Regions from separate parts of the Mus musculus genome. Here regions 1 and 2 are each linked to region 3. A link is a contact called in public Hi-C and promoter capture Hi-C data. All regions are on one chromosome and are shown on one strand. Each heading gives the region's core, a stretch centred on a gene start, on an enhancer-like site or on the middle of the called end of the contact. The rest is flanking DNA. Distances are from core to core; before and after follow the strand shown.

Evidence for each region. Promoter capture Hi-C pulls out the DNA fragments that hold promoters and counts their contacts. A called contact is a pair of places that touch in the nucleus more often than the background predicts.
Region 1: a contact with region 3 is called in a Hi-C map of B cells, with 7 read pairs. The contact joins the promoter of Kdm8 here to the promoter of Xpo6 in region 3. A contact is called at or near these places in 1 of 39 promoter capture datasets (the C10 cell line) and 1 of 484 Hi-C or Micro-C datasets (B cells).
Region 2: a promoter capture Hi-C map of pre-B cells shows a contact between it and region 3, with 2.2 times the contacts expected there. The contact joins the promoter of Nsmce1 here to the promoter of Xpo6 in region 3.

What each region holds. Positions count from the first base shown.
Region 1 is chr7:125,443,198-125,445,967 of GRCm38.p6, reverse strand. It overlaps Kdm8 (lysine (K)-specific demethylase 8), which reads right to left and starts at 1,348. Exons shown (of 8, transcript NM_029842.5): 1 at 1,176-1,348.
Region 2 is chr7:125,489,866-125,492,736 of GRCm38.p6, reverse strand. It overlaps Nsmce1 (NSE1 homolog, SMC5-SMC6 complex component), which reads left to right and starts at 1,294. Exons shown (of 8, transcript NM_026330.4): 1 at 1,294-1,324.
Region 3 is chr7:126,199,143-126,201,859 of GRCm38.p6, reverse strand. Xpo6 (exportin 6) reads left to right here and starts at 1,359. Exons shown (of 24, transcript NM_001311143.2): 1 at 1,359-1,961. The coding sequence starts at 1,959.

The sequences.
Region 1 (2,770 bases), core at 99-2,598, 760 kb after region 3:
ACCACCTAAACCAGGAGACTATAAATTTAAGAGCCTAGACAAACAAAACCGGGGGTTATTGTTGGTAAAATGACACCCACAATCACCCAAACACAGGCCACATGTACCAGCCTCAATGGCCTCATATGTTCCAGTATAAGTTTCTCTCCCACAGTGCAACAGTTAATAGGCCTTAAAGACATCTTGCCGGCCATTGCTTTGCTTTTGAAGTTGGTAGGGGCTGTGTCTTTGCTTGCAAGGTGGCCTTCTGGTATTCTACATTCACGTGTCAGGCAAAAGGCACTGCTTTCAAGTAATGGCCAGGTGCGGGTTGCACAAAACGTTTCTCTGTAGCCTTAATTCTAAAAGGTCTTTAAATAAAGGCCCATTTGTTGGTGTACAAAACGACGCTTTTTGCGAAAGGATGTCACCCAAAGGGTGCAGGATCTAATCTGTGTGGTTCTATCTGGGCTTCCTAAGTGAACTAAGCTGCTCACACCAAAACCAAAGGAGCCAAAAACGGGGCCGAACGGAATCAAGCCTCGCTTCCTAAGTGCACTTTTTGGGGATGCATTACAGAAACCGGTTTTGGTTGCTAAGCGGGATGCTGGATGCCTTAGCATGAACAACAGTCTAGGGAAAGCACGTGCAGTCCTTCTCTCAAAGTACCCGGCTGCTCACGCCCTTCTGGACAGTCTGGATTGGAGGGCTGGCTAAGTGGCCTAAGAGAAGACGCCCCGACTCCCAGGAAGTCTTTGGTTGTTGCTGTGGACCTCTGTCCGCTTACGGGGGACAGGCGGACTTGGGCGAACGGGTTCGAGGATGGAGATTGGAAACAGGTAGCAGTGGCCGCAGCCATGCCTTCCGGACAGACGGCGCAGGCGTGGTTATGTGGGCCGGTCTCGCCACTAAACCTATCCTCACACTTGAACCACTAACCGAAGCCTAAAAGGGAAGGGCACGACAGTTGCACGCATGCGCTATTTGACATCCCTAGCAGCTCCTTCAACTGTTTGTGGGGAGCAGATAGCTACTACGCACGCGGCTTTTCAAGCAGCTCCCAGGCCTCCCAAGGCGCCTGCGTGAAACCGTCCCGGCTCGCCCGCGCCGGGCTTTAGCATGGCGCCTGCGCAATCCGTCCTTCACGGCCAGGCTGCAAGTCTAAGCAACTGCAGCTGCCTGGAGCTCCAACTAACCTCTCTGGCGCTTGGACTTGTTTGTGTCTCTCGTTGCTGGCGACGACTGGTTCCGTCCGGGCGAAGATTCTTCGGCTGGCTTTATCACCGACTACACCGAGAGCATCGATCACTTCTGACTCGGCTGATCGCGACGGGTGCCTAGAGGAACGCGGAGCAATCGATGCCAGGCCCCGCCCTCCTCCGGTTCAAAGACTTGGGAGGCTTGAGCTTTCTTTTCCGGGTCATACCTTGCAGAGCAGTTTGTCACTTGCGACTACCCAATCCTTCCAACTCAGATAATGAGTTCTCCCTATTTTACAGAGTAGGAAGCCGAGGTGGAAGAAAAATAGCCACATGATTTTAGAAGTCACGTATATAATTTGAGCCCACAAGTACTGCTTGCAGGACTGGTTTCCGTGAGTTGGCCTATGGTTTCTTTGCAGAGACAGACTATGTGGAGTGGTGTGGCAGTCAGTTCGAGTTTTGAGTTTCGAGCATTCTCTCCCGGTTGACTCCAGAGGTGCCTGGAGCAGCAGCAGCAAACGATTCCCTGCAGCGATCTGCTAGCCTTGGATTTGGAGTGTGACTTCTACTGGTCAGCAGGGATTGAGTCGGGATGTGGCACTCCTCAGTTTTCGTTTTCTCAGGAACACTGAATCGGTTGCTGCCACACCACTCCACACAGCCTGTCTCTGCAAGGAAAACATCCTTCCAATAGGACTTAGACAGAACTCCAGGATATCCCTTCATTCTCTGTGACAGGCCAGCATTCCAAAGTTCCATGCTTGGTCTTTTGTTTGTTTGTTTGTTTGTTTTTAGGGTGTGTGTGTGTGTGTGTGTGTGTGTGTGTGAGACAGGGTTTCTCTGTATAGCCCAGGCTGTCTTGGAACTCACTTTATAGACCAGGCTGGCCTCGAACTCAGAAATCCGTCTGCCTCTGCCTCCAGAGTGCTGGGATTGAAGGCATGCGCCACCACACCTAACTCATGCTTGGTTTAATAAGTGATTAATCGAACTACTTGTCCCCACTTATCAACAAAATGCTGGACAGCCAAATTAGGTGCCTGCATGTTGGTCCCCATGCAGCTGTGCACAGGCTGACACCCGGGGTGTAGTAGCTCTGACCTGCTATATTAGCAGGCCACCCTTCTATTTTATTTCCTGAATTTTCTAGCTTTGGATTTCTTTCCTGTGAAAGAAAAGCTCTAACTGGGAAGATGAGCAGTCGTTTAAGTGCTTGCTTTGCAAGTGTGAGGGCCTGGCTGTAAATTCTCAGTAAAAAGTCAAGTGCAGGGGCAAGCACCTGCAGTTCCAGAACTGGGGAGGCAGAGACAGGAGGGTCCCCAGGGTTTCTGTCCTGTCAGCCCAGCAGAGTCAGTGAGATCAAGGTTCAGTGAGAGATGCTTGTTTGGTTTTGAACCCCAGGACAAGGGACTCGGGTGCATATTTTACACACCAAAGCAGACCTGGCCTCCAGGTTCTCCCAGAATCCCTCAGTCCCTACCTGGCATACCCTGCTCCCAACCCTGAACTTTCTAGCGTGGGGGCTGGACTGCCCTTCCCCCCAGAAGCTCTTCTTCCCTATATAATCCAGACATTTTGGTCTCTCTCTT
Region 2 (2,871 bases), core at 45-2,544, 710 kb after region 3:
CACTTCGTACGGTTGTATAATTAGTCACTTTTCCTGGGCGAGGCTGCATTTCCAGCTCTGAGACGTGCATCTGGAATTCTCGGAAAGGAAAAGCCTTGAGCAGGCAGAAGTGATTTCTTTGAAGTTACCCTTGTGGCAATTTCATCAGGCCTCACAATTCTTAGATGAGAGTGGCTAAGGCAGTACCACACCACACTTCTCGGCGGCCGTCCTAGTTTTCCCTGCACATTAGTAAAAAGTTTCTGCCCCAGGTAGTAAATGTCTCCGCTGACGTAATAAGCCAGATCATGCTGAATTAAAAATATAAAAGCAGGTTTACCGGGAGCAACTCTCGGGCAGTTTCAACGGTCTCAGAGAACGAGGCCAAAGAAGTCGCCATGAGACCCGGAGAAAAAGAGCCTAGCAAAAGAGAAACAGAAGGCAGAGCGACAGAGAAGAGAGTCCTAGGATGGCTGGGGTGGAGGCCTTTTCTCCACAACACGCACCTGGGTGAAGACTTAAGCAGCCGCTAGGTCCCTGAGAGCAGGCCAGAGGGGTCACCTGCATAGGAACAATTAGTTCTTTTAAATCTCTTATTCAGGACTGGTGTGTGTGTGTGATCGTCTCTTATGCTTTTTCCTCTGTGTGTGTGTGTGATCGTCTCTTATGCTTTTTCCTCTGTGTGTGTGTGCTGCATAGGAACAATTAGTTCTTTTAAATCTCGTATTCAGGACTGGTGTGTGTGTGTGTGTGAGATCGTCTCTTATGCTTTTTCCTCTGTGTGTGTGTGCCAGAGGTCTACGCAAGATGTGGTTCCTCGGAAGGCCTCCACTTTGTTTTTTGATACAAGGTCTCTCTTTGCCTGGGCAGCAAGCACTTTACAGATTACGCTCGCGGACCCCAGAACCGGCTGTTTTAACTCCACTTAGTAGCTCCATGAAAGGTCACCGCTCAACCAGTAGCGGCAGAGCCAAGTTTCTAGCTCAGGCCACAGGAAAACAAAAGCCATTCTTCGTCTCCAGTCTAAAGCCTGCAGTAGTTTTACTACGACACAGGCCGTGGGCCGTGGATCGTCCCGCCGTGGGTTCTCCTCCAGCGAGCGAGAGGCGGGGGCGGCGGAAGCCGTTCCGGGAAGTACGAAAACCGCGCGGGAAACCGCGTAGCTCAGAAGGCGGCTCACAGGTGCCAAGGCGCCATAGCAACAGAGCGGGCGGGGAAAACGGAAGTACTCCGCTGGTGAGCGGGAGAATGCGCGTAGCCCACCAGTAGGAGCTCCAGTCTGGCGATCTCTCCGCCCTGGAGGCGGGCTCCGATATGGCTTCCGGCGTGATCTCGCTGGTTTGCGGTACGTATGAAGGCTTTGGGGTGCTGCGGGGACCAGAGCGGGCATCTGTGGGCAACGGGATCGACCATGGGGTCGGCGCGGGCTTTGGCGCTGACGAGATATTGAAGCCCGCAAAAGGCAGGGGTTGGAACAGCTCTATAACAACATAAGTTGTTTATTTGTTAATTTAAATTTTAAAAAATTGTCTTTTCGAGACATGCTCTCACCATGTAGCCTAGGCTGACCTGGAACTCCTGTAGCTCCTGACTCCCGATCGCCTGATGGGTCAGGCGGAGAAAGTGTGCCTTGTCACTGACACTGTTTGGTGACAGCCACTTGTACCCTTCTGTTCAAAACGACCACACCCTCCCCTTGCGTGCCCCGCCTCCCCACTCCCCCCCCCCCTTTTTGTTTTGTTTGTGGAGCCAGCATTTGAAAGCCTGAGGCTAAATGTGTTCAGAATCATCCGTTTGTCCGATTTTGGAAAAGTATAGGATTCCTGTGCTCTGTGTTTTGTTGCATTTCGTACTGATAACCATAAATAACACCTCTAACCCAGACCAAGACTGGAGAAGTCTAGAGAAGGAACCTAGATCATGGTTTGTTCTGTCTGTCTGCCTATCATCTACCTACCTATCTAAGCAATCTATCTAATCATCTGTGGTTATGTTTTCTAGACAGGTTTTCTCTTTATTGCCGTGGTTGTCCTGGAATTCACTCTGTAAATTAGGTTGGCCTTGAACTCAGATCTGCCTGCCTCTATCTCCCATGTGATGAGATTAAAGGTGTACACCACCACTGCCCAGCAACCACGGTTGGGACTGGCAGTGCCTTAAAAGAAACTGCTTTTGCAGTACTGTCCGTCACTATCGCCATCACTTGTGTACCTTTGTAGCCCCAGCTCCCTCCTGGGGAACACTGTTCCTCATGAGGTTCTGGTGCGTTTCAAACCAGGCTGTGCCATCAGCGGATTAACACTGCCTAGCACAGGCCACCCATGCTGTACCCAAGCATTGCTTATTCTGTAAACGCCTTGGTTTTAAAGTCCTTTGAGTGGGCTGCACCTATCTATGGTTAATCCTCTCTGCAGAGTCCCTCATTGCAGATAGTTGCCATCCTAGCCACAAACAAGCATGGCTCCTGTGATCGGTTCCACACCCATTTTCTGACCCCTTTCCCCACATCACACCATTTGAACTTTTTCTGTACCACTCTTCTCTAATTAATATTTAAGTTGTCTTTAAGTATTTTTGTTTTGTAACATACTTATGAAGATAAAATGAACACCTCAGGTGTAGCACCACCAGATTAAGAAACGTATTATTCCATACCCCCAGCCCCCCATTGAATCTCCTCTACAAAGTTTCCCACTACTCTGAATTCTGTTTTCCTTGCTGTTGATAGGCCTCACTGAGTTGCTATGGCCCTGCCATGATCGCTGTGTACAGTTCTTTCTGTGTTTGGCATCCTTGTGAATGTGTGATTTGCTTTTTGCATATGGTGTGGTTTTGTGTGTTTGTGGTTTGTTTTGTGACAGTTTCTCTTTCCCTGGCTGACCTGGAACTGGC
Region 3 (2,717 bases), core at 110-2,609:
AAGCATGATACTAGTGTGGTCAAAAGACAACAATTTGTGGTAATTTATTTTCTCCTTCTTCAATTGGGTTTTGTTTTAGTCACTGTTTTATTGCTGTGAATATATACCATGACCATGACAACTCTTGTAAAAGAAAGCATTTAATTGGGGGCTTGCTTCCAGTTTCAGATGGTCCGTCTATCATCATGGCAGGGAACAGGTCGACATGCATGGTACTGGAACAGTAGCTAAAAGATACATCTGATTCACAAAAGGAGACTGGGTTTGCCATTGGCTTTTTTTTTAAATGTTTATTTATTTATTTATTTATTTATTTATTTATTTATTCTATGTAAGTACACTGTAGCTGTCTTCAGACACTCCAGAAGAGGGCATCAGATTTTGTTACAGATGGTTGTGAGCCACCATGTGGTTGCTGGGATTTGAACTCAGGACCTTTGGAAGAGCAGTCGGTGCTCTTAACCACTGAGCCATCTCACCATCCCTGCCATTGGCTTTTGAACTCTTTTTTTTTTTTTTCTGAGACAGGGTTTCTCTGTGTAGCCCTGGCTGTCCTAGAACTCACTCTGTAGACCAGGCTGGCCTCGAATTCAGAAATCTGCCTGCCTCTGCCTCCCAAATGATAGGACTAAAGGCAAGCTCCACTACTGCCCGGTGACTTTTGAACTCTTAAGGCCCACCCCGAGTGACACACATTTTTCCAACAAGACCACACCTAATCATTCTAATCGGTTTCAAATAGTGCCACTTCTGATGACTAAGCTTTAGATATGGGATAGGCATTCTTATTTAAACCAGTACAGGTTCTGAGGATTGAACTTAGATTGGGTTGTCAGACATAGTGGCAAGTACCTTTAAAGGCTGAGCCATATCCCATAAAAACTTATTTTATTTACATGCATGTTTGTGTACCTATATATGTGTATGCTATGTGAGTATGGGTGCAGGTGTCTCCAGAGTCCAGAAGAGGGTGTTGAGTCACCTGGTGTTGGAGTCTGGAATTAGGGATGAAGCCAATTTAGATCGTGACACTAAGTGTTTCAATTTCATCCTGTGACACTTTCTGGTCCTAGGACCCAGAACTGTGGACTGAATGAATAAGATCCCAGGAGAGCACAGACCAGCATCGCCGAACTTCTAGTCCGGTGTCAGGGTCCGGAAAGATGCTCAGAAAAGATTTGCGGAATGAATGAGTGAAAAGAAACGAAAGGGAAACCTTTCCTTTACCAAAATGGCCGCGTGTCCCTTTACCAACGCGGCGGTCCCTGGCCTCTTGGGCGGGGACGTGGTGGGCGGGGCCAGTGAACAGTCAGGTGCGGCCCCGCCCTCCTCTGCCCTCACTTGATTCCGGATTGGTCCGGTTCCAGCGCCGCAGCAGGCCGCGGGCTGAGGGGCCGCCTGGTGCTCGCCACTTCCGGCGCGTTGGGCTGTTGGCAGAGGGTGGCCGCGAGGGGCGAGCCGCGGCTACTGGTGGCGCGCAGGGATGCGGAGGGAGCCCGCCGCGAGGACAGAGGTGGCGAGGACAGCAAGGGCCCGCGGGCCTCTCTCCTGAGCCGGCCGCGCCGCCCAGGCCCAGGCAGCCTCTGCCCCTTCAGTCTCGGCTGAGGCCCGTCGCCGCCTCGGGCCGCGGAGGCCGGGGAGTCCCTGCCTGGGCCCGCAGCCTCCCTCTCGGGGGTCGGGCCCAGGCGGGGGGCCTCGTGTAGCCGCCTCTGAACCCCATTTTCTGCTTTTGCGTTTCCCCGGGGTGGGCCGAGGTCTGGATGAATCGCTTCGGGGGGTCCCCGAAGGGGCCCGTGTGCTCCTTTTAAAGGTGCCGGCGGGGCCCGGGTAGGGAACCGGTTGTCTTTGCATGGGCGGGGGACTCCCCGAGCCTGCCGGGACCATGACCTGAACTGTGCGAGCGGGACACGACGGATCCCAAGAGCTAGCTCACCTGAGCCATCCCCTTCCCGGCCAGCATGGTGAGTGGGTCCAGGGACCGGGTTGGAGGGGTGGCAGTGGGCCTCAGAGCAGCTGAGCCATCTCTTCTTCCCTGAGGCGGGGAGAGGCGCGTGCGAGCCTGGCCGGTGACACATGCGTGCAGGGTGTGCAACCGGCTGTACGCTCCCATTGCCCCCACCCCCACCCCCACTGGATGTCTTGAGTAGCGCCACGGATACAACCCCCTGCCTCACTGTTGGCTGTGCCCTTGTGCAGCAAGTCGTGATTATCAGTATCATTTATTTATTGATGGCATACTGTGTGTCATTTCCTTTGCTAAGTCAGTGGTATGTATTTTGTTAGTATATCAACCCCCTGATTGGAAATGGGGGATACTTGAGGCAAGAAGCAGTTAATTACTCTGCCCAAGGTCAGTTGACTCTTTTGGGTTAGTAGCACTATTTGAACATAAGCAATCTGTTATAGAACTGGCTGGATTTTTGGAGACCATCTGTCCAGCGGTAGGTTTGCGTTTGCAGAAATCTAAAGTAGTATTTGTAGAGGTTACTGGTTACGGATACAGACGATGGCAGAGTCAGCAGTGGGGTCTTTGGACATCTTGGTTGCTGTTCTTTTTGTTTTCTGCTCTGGCCTTTTCCTTGGAAAACTATGCATACTTTCAGGTCCCACTAAAAAAAACCTCTCTGAAAGGAAAATACCTCCTCTTCTTGCAGGCTTTTTAGCTTTTCCATAGTCCTTGGGGTTTGTGTACTCAGAGCAGTTGGTTGAGTGCTTGT